2 separate regions of the Mus musculus genome follow, and region 1 is linked to region 2. A link is a contact called in public ChIA-PET data. All regions are on one chromosome and are shown on one strand. The core of a region is the stretch at or near the end of the contact, and the rest is flanking DNA. Distances in the headings are between cores, read along the strand shown.

Region 1 (4,520 bases), core at 1,017-3,516, 170 kb before region 2:
AAGTGTGTGCAGGTACCCAAGGAAACTGGAGGCACTGGATGTAACAGAGCCGTTGGTACAGATGGTTGTGAACCACCCAGTGTGCATGCTGGGAACAGAACTAGTCCTCTACCAGAGTATTCCACCATCGTCTGTCTGTCTGTCATGGTTTTCTAGCTAGCCTGGAATAAACTATTGATCAGTGAATGGCCTTGAACTCTCAAAAATCTACCTGCCTCTTCGTCCTAAGTGTTGGGATTAAAGACACACACAGCCACACTCAGCCCTGGGTTTACAGGCATGGACGTGCATGCTTGCAAGCAAACACTTTCTATTCCCAAAGTTGCTCTTTGATTTTTTTGATAAACACCAGTCACAGTCTCTTGACTTTTGCAAGTTTTCACAAGGTCACTGGTCTCAGGGAGTGTACTTCCAGTGTTTGTAGCTCAGGGATCCCCCAAACTGCCTGCCACGACCTCTGGTCCTGGCACTGCCCAGTACTCGGTGTGGCTCCTCCTTGTTAGGGCCTGAGTGTGGAAGTTGAGCCTCTCACTCTTAGGTGTGTCTAGTTGAGGCTTTCCTTTTTGTCTTACTATCCTTACTCAGCTTTGAGAACCCAGCTTTAGGGCTTGAGAGCTGGCTCAGTGGTTAAGAGCACTGGCTGCTCTTGAGAGGACCTGGGTTTGGTTCTCAGCACCCACACAGTGGCTCAGAACCATCCATACCTCGATTTCTAAGGAGTCCAGCGCCCTCTTCTAACCTCTGAGGGGTCAAGGCAGGAACATGGTGCATATACATGCACACTGTCAAGATAGTCATACATGTAAGACAAAATAAATAAAATTTTCGAGCCGGGCGTGGTGGCGCACGCCTTTAACCCCAGCACTCGGGAGGCAAGAGGCAGGCGGATTTCTGAGTTCGAGGCCAGCCTGGTCTACAAAGTGAGCTCCAGGACAGCCAGGGCTACACAGAGAAACCCTGTCTCGAAAAAACCAAAAAAAAAAAAAAAAAAATTGGGGGGCTGGAGAGATGGCTCAGCAATTAAGAGCATTGACTACTCTTCCAGAGGTTCTGAGTTCAATTCCCAGCAACCACATGGTGGCTCACAACCATTTGTAATGGGATCTGACGCCTTTTGTAGTGCAGGCATACATGCAGATAGAGCACTCACTCATATGCATAAACAAACAAATCTTTTAAAAATAAATAAATGAATGAAATTTTCAGCCTGGTCTACAGAGCAAGTTTCAGGATATCCAGTGCTATGCAGAGAAACCCTGTTCTGGGTGCTGGGGGCCAGGGGAAAGCACAGCTTTAAACTTTTCCCTCTACCTGCCTGTCTGCACAGAATGCCTTCTCTATCCCCATACCCAGAGCATCACACTGTGTGACACCCTTGCCTTCCCCAAGCCCCATATATTGTTGCTCTGTTGTTTTTAATCTCAGAACACTTATAAGGATAGAGGACATTGAGCAGATCAACATGACAATGTTGAACATGAGTGTGTTCAGGGCTGGGGATGTCAGCAGGCAAGCTTCCTGTCTGTGGAGCTGCTTGCCACAGAAACGGCTTCCCTCCCTCCCTGAGGCCACACCCATCCACCACCCACACATCTATCCACAAATCTACCCACCCACCCATCCATCCATCTACTCACACATCTACCTACCCACCCACACATCCATCCACCCACCCACTTACCCACCCATCCACCCATCCATCTATCTACCCACACATCTACCCAACCATCCATCCATCCACCTGCCCACCTACCCAGCCAGCCAGCCAGCCAGCCATTGATCCATCCATCCATCCAACTCCATCCATCCATGCATCCATCCATCCCAGGTACCCAGAGCAAGCTTCACTACTGCCGTGCATATGGATTGCTCTTGTTTCATCTTTCCTTTCCCCACTTTTTCTAATTTGTTTGTGGTGATGGGGACAGCATAGTGACAGTAGATCTTTTGTCGCCACATTAGAGAGGCCTTGGCTGCACCCACCCAGGGGGGGTTCCTTTCTGAAGTGGCAGGAAGGAGGTTTTGAGGTTTGTGAATATTGCTTCTAAGTATCTTAGCGAAAGATTTGTTTGCCCATATTTGTGACATTTTGGCAAGCTAGAAACCTGAGAAGATGCTTTCTGGTTGGTTTTGTGTGTGGTTTTACTCTTTAGGGGGAGAATTTACACCTTGGTGAAACTGTGCTTAACTGGCTAGAGAGATGGCTCAGTGCTGCCCCTGCAGAGGACCCAGGTTCAGTTCCCATCAGTACACGGCAGCTCATGATGTCTGTAACTCCAACCCTACCATGTCCAACTTCCTCTTCTGGCCTCCACAGACAGCAGGCATGCACACTGTGCACTAACATACAGAAAAAACACCCATACGGCTGGGTGGCAGAGGCAGGTGAATTTCTGAGTTCGAGGCCAGCCTGGTCTACAGAGTGAGTTCCAGGACAGCCAGGGCTACACAGAGAAACCCTGTCTTGAAAAAAAACAAATCAACCAACCAAACAAACAAACAAAAAAAAAAAACCAAACACCTGTACGCATACAAATCAATAATTTAAAAAAAAATTGCTATTGGGGGTCAGAGAGATGGTTCAGCAGGTAAGAGCAATGGCTGCTCTTCCAGAGGTCCTGATTTCAGTTTCCAGCAACCACATGGTGGCTCACAACCATCTGTAATGAGATCTGATGCCCTCTTCTGGAGTGTCTGAGGACAGCTGCAGTGTATTCATATACATTTAATTAATTAATTAATTAATAAAACTGCTGTTAACTTTGGGGTTAAAACTAACATAATTCCCAAACAGTTGGGGAATTCTCTATATGCTGTGAACTGTAACAAAAAAATGAACTCATACACACACACACACACACACACACACATACACACACACACACACACACACGTCTTACAAGTGGAAACAGTTAAAGAATCCTCCTGCAGAGTCTCCCTTTGTTAGTTGTCAATAGTGTGTAAGGGCCAGGGGCTGTGCACACTTGGTTGTGGGGCAGGCAGGTCCTGGGGAGCTGTGTGGACAGGTGTAGCAGATTACTGCCATAGGCCGTAGATGCGTGCAGAAAGTCATTTGCTGATTTTCATCTTTGTGTTTGTTTGTTTTGTTGTTGTTTGTTTTGTTTTTCAAGACAGGGTTTCTCTGTGTAGCCCTGGCTGTTCTGGAACTTGCTTTGTAGACCAGGCTGTACTCACATTCAGAGATCCGCCCGTCTCTGCCTCAGAGTGCTGGGGTTAAAGGCGTGTGCCACCACCCCTGGCTGGCCTGGGGATGTTTTTGCTTGAGATAAAATCTCTTGTAGCCCAGGTTGTATCTGAGATTAGCCTGGGAATGCCTTCCTTTCCTTCCCAAGTAGTGGGATTCTGCCCCGCCTGAGCCTCAGTTACTAATCTCCAGCAATGTTTCCCAAATGAGAGTCACCGCTGTCGGTGGCTTGTGAACTCTCTGACCGGCATCTAACAGGCTCTGTAAAAATGAGACACCACAGAGTGAACTGTGTCCAGTTCTCTTCTGAAACTCATCGTCGCTGTGCATGACGCCGAAGGCCTGACTAGTCTTCCTCCCGAATGTCAGAATGAAAGGGAATTCAAGGTGTGTCTCACCACACCCTGGCTCAGATTCATTCTTTCTTTTCTTTCTTTCTTTCTTTCTTTCTTTCTTTCTTTCTTTCTTTCTTTCTTTCTTTCTTTCTTTCTTCCTTTCTTCCTTTCTTCCTTTCTTCCTTTCTTCCTTTCTTCCTTTCTTCCTTTCTTTCTTCCTTTCTTACCTCTTTTTTGTTTGTTTGTTTGTTTGTTTGTTTTTTGGGGTCTTTTTGTTTTTGTTTTTTGTTTTTTTCGAGATTCGAGACAGGGTTTCCCTTTGTAGCCCTGGCTGTCCTGGAACTCACTCTGTAGACCAGGCTAGCCTCGCTCGAACTCAGAAATCTGCCTCCCAGGTGCTGGGATTAAAGGTGTGTGCCACCACCGCCCTGCTCAGATGTTCTTTCAAATCTTGGAGGCTTTTTTTTTTTTTTTTAGAAAAATCTTCCTTTCTGTTGTGTTCTGGTGTGAAATATAAGTCTTGAGACAGAGAGTCTCAGTCAGAGGTGTTTGAAAGCTACTGGTGAGGGGACTGAAGACAAAGTGGAATTTTGATTCTGGTAGATCGCCTCAGAATAAAGACGAAGGAAGAGGATCTATGCAAATCATTTGTTGTCCTGGGGCAGGGAGTCTCCTAGGAGAGTCGTGCTGAGGGGTGGCTCTGCAGGGAGAGGCGCCTGCTCCCAGGCCTGAGGACCTGGGTTTGAGCCCAGGGTCTCATGTGGTCGTAGTGGAGAACTGACTTCCAAAGGTTGTCCTCTGACCTCCACACACACGTCCCCTGCAAAACACAGAATAGATAAAATGTAATTGATGATGATGGTGATGGTGGTGGTGGTGGTGGTGATGACGCCGACGCTGACTGTATCCAGGGAAGCTGGAAAAGACAATGAACAGTTGGTACCTGGGCTGGGGATGTCACTAGCTCAGTGGTAGATAAT
Region 2 (4,236 bases), core at 671-3,170:
CTCTTGAAGGCACTCCAAGCTCCTACTTGGCTTAAGCTTCCCTGGCAGAGATCACCCGACACCTCCTAGTTGCAAAATCAAAGTGTTCTATTCAGTGTTTAGCAGACTCTACCTGCCTCTGGCCATTGTGACACCAGTTCCCTCTAACCATCTTTCATCACTTAGGAGTCACCCTCAATGCATCCTTTCCCTGATACTGTCTCCCCGAATCCAGTGACTCACCGAATCCCGTTGACTGTACACGTCTCCGGAGCTCATCCGCTTTTCTTCATTCCGGTTTTTAAAGTCATTCACGTGCATGTGTGTGTCTGTGCGTGTGTATGCCACCTATGCAGGTGCCCAGGGAGGCCAGAGGAGGGCAGGGCGTCAGGTTCCTGGAGCTGGGGTTACAGGTGGTTGTGAGCCAGCTGTTGTGGGGGCTGGGAGCCTAGTTTAGGTCCTCTGGAAGAGCAGCAAGTACTCTTAACCACTGAGCCTTGTCTTTTTTTCCATTCTGTTCTTGAAGTTTTAAAATTGTGTGTGTGTATGTATGTATGTATGTATGTATGTATGCATGTGTCTATCAGGTCCCTTGGGGCTGGAGTTACAGGCAATTGTGAAGCAGCTAATGTGGGTGCTGGGAACTGAATTCAGGTCTTTTGGAAGAGCACCATCTTCCCAGCCCCCATCTTTCCCAATATTGGGGCTACTGCTCTTTGTGTAAGGATGATTGACTATTGTTTGGTTATCATGCTCCTGGGGGAATCCAAGACCTCTTTCCTGGGGAACAAACGGCCACAGGCTTATTTGTAACTTTTTAGTTCTGAGAGTTGTTTCTTTGTTGTTGTTGTTTGTGGTGGCGGGTAGGTTTTTTTTTTTTTTTTTTTTTGTCTTTTTTTTTTCTTTCTTTTAAGAGGTTCTTATTGTAGTCCAAACTGGTCTGCAACTGGCTATAGTTAAGGCTGGTCTGTAACGCCTGATCATCCTGCCTCTATCTTCCAAGAGGTGGGGTTACAGGGGCAAACCCATCACACCCAGCTCGCAGATTTATTTTTGATGGACCTCCTCCAGTTCTTTAATGTAATCTATTGGCTACTAGGATAACTAAAATATATTCCTCCATGTCATTCTGAGGTTTGTGTAATTTATGTGATTGTATTTTAATCGTCTCTTAATACGAGTCTGTGAACCTCATTAGAGTGGGAACTACCTGAGGGCAAGAACCCAGTCTTACCCACTTGAACACTAGCTTGGGTGCGGCGGCGGCTCAGGGCTCAGGTAGGGAACGATGAGGCTGCTTTTTCACTTCATTCTCAGTGGCTCCAAACGCAGCTGTTTTACCGATTCCAGCACCCTTCCAGCAGCTACAGGGACCCACGTCTTGAAGCTGCAGCAAACCAGGGTTTCTTATTTTATTTCAGCCCGGTTCCACCGCTGATAGGCTTTCCCCTCTGCTCCTCTGCAACTGTGATCTAGGACAGACTTGATGAATGCCCGGGAGTACCCTTGGGAGTCTTCTCTATCATTTCACGTGTGCAATTTGAGCTACTTTAAATTCCTGTGAAGAAAGGTGCCCTTTTCGTGTTAGGGCCTTTTTCCTCCAGTCCGTACGAAGCAGGGCAGGTAGAAGAGCAGGGGAGAACATGAGAGCCACTTCTGGAGGGAAGGAGCAGAGCTCAAAGGACTGAAGAATAGCAGAGGACGACGCACAAGGCGACGCCGGAGAACAGATCTGCTAGCCAAGCTCGGGTTTCCCCATGGCTCCGCCTCCTCCACGAAGCCCGACCCTTTTCAGGGCGGGACCTTCCACTCCAGCCAATTCTGGGAGCCGAACCCTGGCGGTTTGTACTCTTTCTTTCCAATGAGAAAAAAGGGAAGCTGCTTGGCTCCAATGACCAATCCGAGGAGGCGGCTCCTGGTTCTCAGGCAGGTTTGTAAGAGTTCGGGCCAATTGGAAGCGCAGCCACGGCTCGGCCCGGGCGCAGCGCGCAGGCGGTGGCGAAGAGACGCCGAGCGGGCCGAGTGTGGCCGAGCAGAGCCGGAGCGGGGCCGCAGGAGCCGGGCCGGGTGTGGACCGGCCGAGATGTCCTATAAACTGAAGAAGGATAAGGTGAGCGTGGCCTTTCCCCTTGCGCCTCCGCCGCCGGGCCTGCGCGCAGCTCTGGGAGGGGCCCGAGGCAGGCCCGGGACAGCCTCAGACTGACCCTCTGGTCCGGCCCCCCGCAGCACTCCCGCGGCCAGCCCCAGGGCCGCGCGACTGCCAGCACCCCCAGTCCGTGCAGCAGCTGGGACAGCTCTCCGTCTTTGCCCGGACAGATTTCCCCCCACCTATCCCTCTTCCCTTCCTCTTTGCTCCTATCCCCGGCCCCCTCCAGATCTGCTCCACTCCCGGCTCACTCCCTTGCTTTTTCTCCCCGCCTTTATCTGTCCCCGATCCCCCACGGTTTGGGACAGTGCTCATTTAAGACCGCATTTCCCTCCAGTACTTCCCCCACCCCCGCCCTGAGCAGCCCCTTCCCTCTTCTCCTCACCAGCTTAAAAGACGGCCTCTCCACAGTTCTGTACAGTCCCTCCTTCCCCCCCCCCGCCCCCCCACGACAAGCCCCTGACCTAGAACCGCTCTGCTTTCTCTCTCCTCCGCCCAAATCTGGCCTAGGCCCCTCCCTCGAGTCTTCCTTTACACACAAACTTGTAAGCCAGGACCGAGCCCTTCTTCTGTTGATGGAACCCCAGAACGTCTGTGCTGGAAGGGAGCTTTGGAGCACATGCAGACTAGCATGCTAGTGGTACAGATGAGGAGACTGAGGCCGGGTCAGGGGAAGGGACTTGTCCAAGGTCACACATCCTGCTGGAGGCCCAGCTGCAATATCAGGTCTCCCAACTTGGAGGGCTCTTCTGTGCAAGTGCCTAACTGGCATCAGCTGGCTTCCATGTTCACCCTAGACGGGACTCGGTTTCTAATCTGTTAGAGGCTCCTCCCTGTATTCCTTAGGATAACCTTTGCATTTCCTTTTTTTGCACCAGGACAGGATTTCTCCCTTTCTTCTGGCCTGTTCTGTTTAGTTTTCTTCTCATTCTGCCGTCCAGTACACTCGGTTTCTTTATTATTTGCAGTGGCAGAGATCAGACCCAGGGTCTTGCACATGCTAAGCATGTGCAGTACCATTGGGCTACACTCCCAACCCCACAGGCCATTTCTTGATGTTACCGTCTTTTGCCATCTTTTGCCTCCAAACCACCCTGACCTGTCCCTGCCTTTCCCTTTGTTTGCTGCTCTTGCTTGATCTGTGGTTCTTCTGAGAAGCAGACTCAGCTGGGGAGGCTGGAACTGGTCTTCAGACTCCCCAGCTTTTGGGCTGGCCCCTTGTGTTGGGCTGGCTCTGGCCTGGTCTCGTGGTCCACTCTCCTGATGACCCCAGAGGTGGATTGCATTCATTTTTCCCCTGATGGATGCTGGGCTACCATCTCTAACCATATCAGTCAAACTCTTTATCCCGGGGCTGTTGTGTGTTTGCCAGGAGGCTCTGCTTCTGGGCTGTCACTGTCTCGGTCTGAGAGTTAGATAGAGCACAGGACAGGGGGTGGTGAGCCAGGCAAAGTTGTGTGCCCTACCTGGGTCTTATCCTTGGGGAGTGGGCTTGCCAATGGGCGCCATCCAGCAATAGAAACTGTGCACTCAAGATAGCTAAGCCCGGGACTGGGGCTGTGGAGTTCAGAGGAAGGGGTGATCTCCTTAAGCGCCTGTCGTTTCTAGTCTGTGGACCAGATCCTGTCCCATCTGTCTGGCGGCTGATTGGGAATTAGAGGGGACGTTCTTAGACTTCGTCAGGCTGTGAGTGCTTTGCTTGAGAAAGGGCACAGGAAGGACCGGGATGCGTGGAGGCAGCCAGGGAGGCCTTTATGAGAGCTAATCTCCTGCACTGGATTTTGGGCTGCGTTTGGCCTCCTTCAGGTTCTGAGGGGGAGAGAGATGACAGTGTGACTGAGGTGTACCAGGGTGGAGGCACAGAGACAGGTGGGTGGAGGCCCCTTTATTGCTCATCTGTCACCTGTCCCCTCTCTCCTCGCTATCCTTCCCTGCTTCCCTGGGGAAGTCTTTCCTGGGCCTTCACTTGGGCTCACTTACAGACTTTATGTGTTCAGCCTTGGGTGGGAATGAACTGTGGACACGTTTTATCCTCCTTGAGGTATTAATGAAACTGTGTGCAGGTTTGCATGTCCCTTACACATAGCACATAGTAGGTGCTTCGTAGGCTG

The links. ChIA-PET counts read pairs in DNA pulled down with a chosen protein or histone mark.
Region 1: an RNA polymerase II ChIA-PET map of effector CD8 T cells shows a contact between it and region 2, with 6 read pairs. The contact joins the enhancer-like site here to the promoter of Ppp2r5d in region 2. A contact is called at or near these places in 7 of 39 promoter capture datasets (3T3-L1-derived adipocytes, the C10 cell line, cranial neural crest and 3 more), 3 of 484 Hi-C or Micro-C datasets (B cells, granulocytes and granulocyte-monocyte progenitors), 9 of 115 datasets of contacts at active chromatin or transcription factors (cardiomyocytes, effector CD8 T cells, embryonic stem cells and 5 more) and 3 of 9 other capture datasets (adipose tissue, liver and pancreatic islet).

Annotation. Positions count from the first base shown.
Region 1 is chr17:46,868,142-46,872,661 of GRCm38.p6, reverse strand. It overlaps a transcript of Bicral not described here. Among named protein-coding and RNA genes, the nearest start is that of Tbcc, 20 kb to the left of the region's middle. Within about 2 kb of position 2,266, at least 45 of the 459 cell types and tissues checked have an H3K27ac peak or open chromatin away from gene starts, as enhancers often do. A contact at or near this core is called in B cells, effector CD8 T cells and extraembryonic endoderm stem cells, where this site is marked.
Region 2 is chr17:46,702,686-46,706,921 of GRCm38.p6, reverse strand. Ppp2r5d (protein phosphatase 2, regulatory subunit B', delta) reads left to right here and starts at 1,920. Exons shown (of 15, transcript NM_009358.3): 1 at 1,920-2,089. The coding sequence starts at 2,063. It overlaps Gm52314 (a long non-coding RNA gene), which reads right to left and starts at 1,297. Exons shown (of 2, transcript XR_003952400.1): 1 at 1,214-1,297; 2 at 1-380.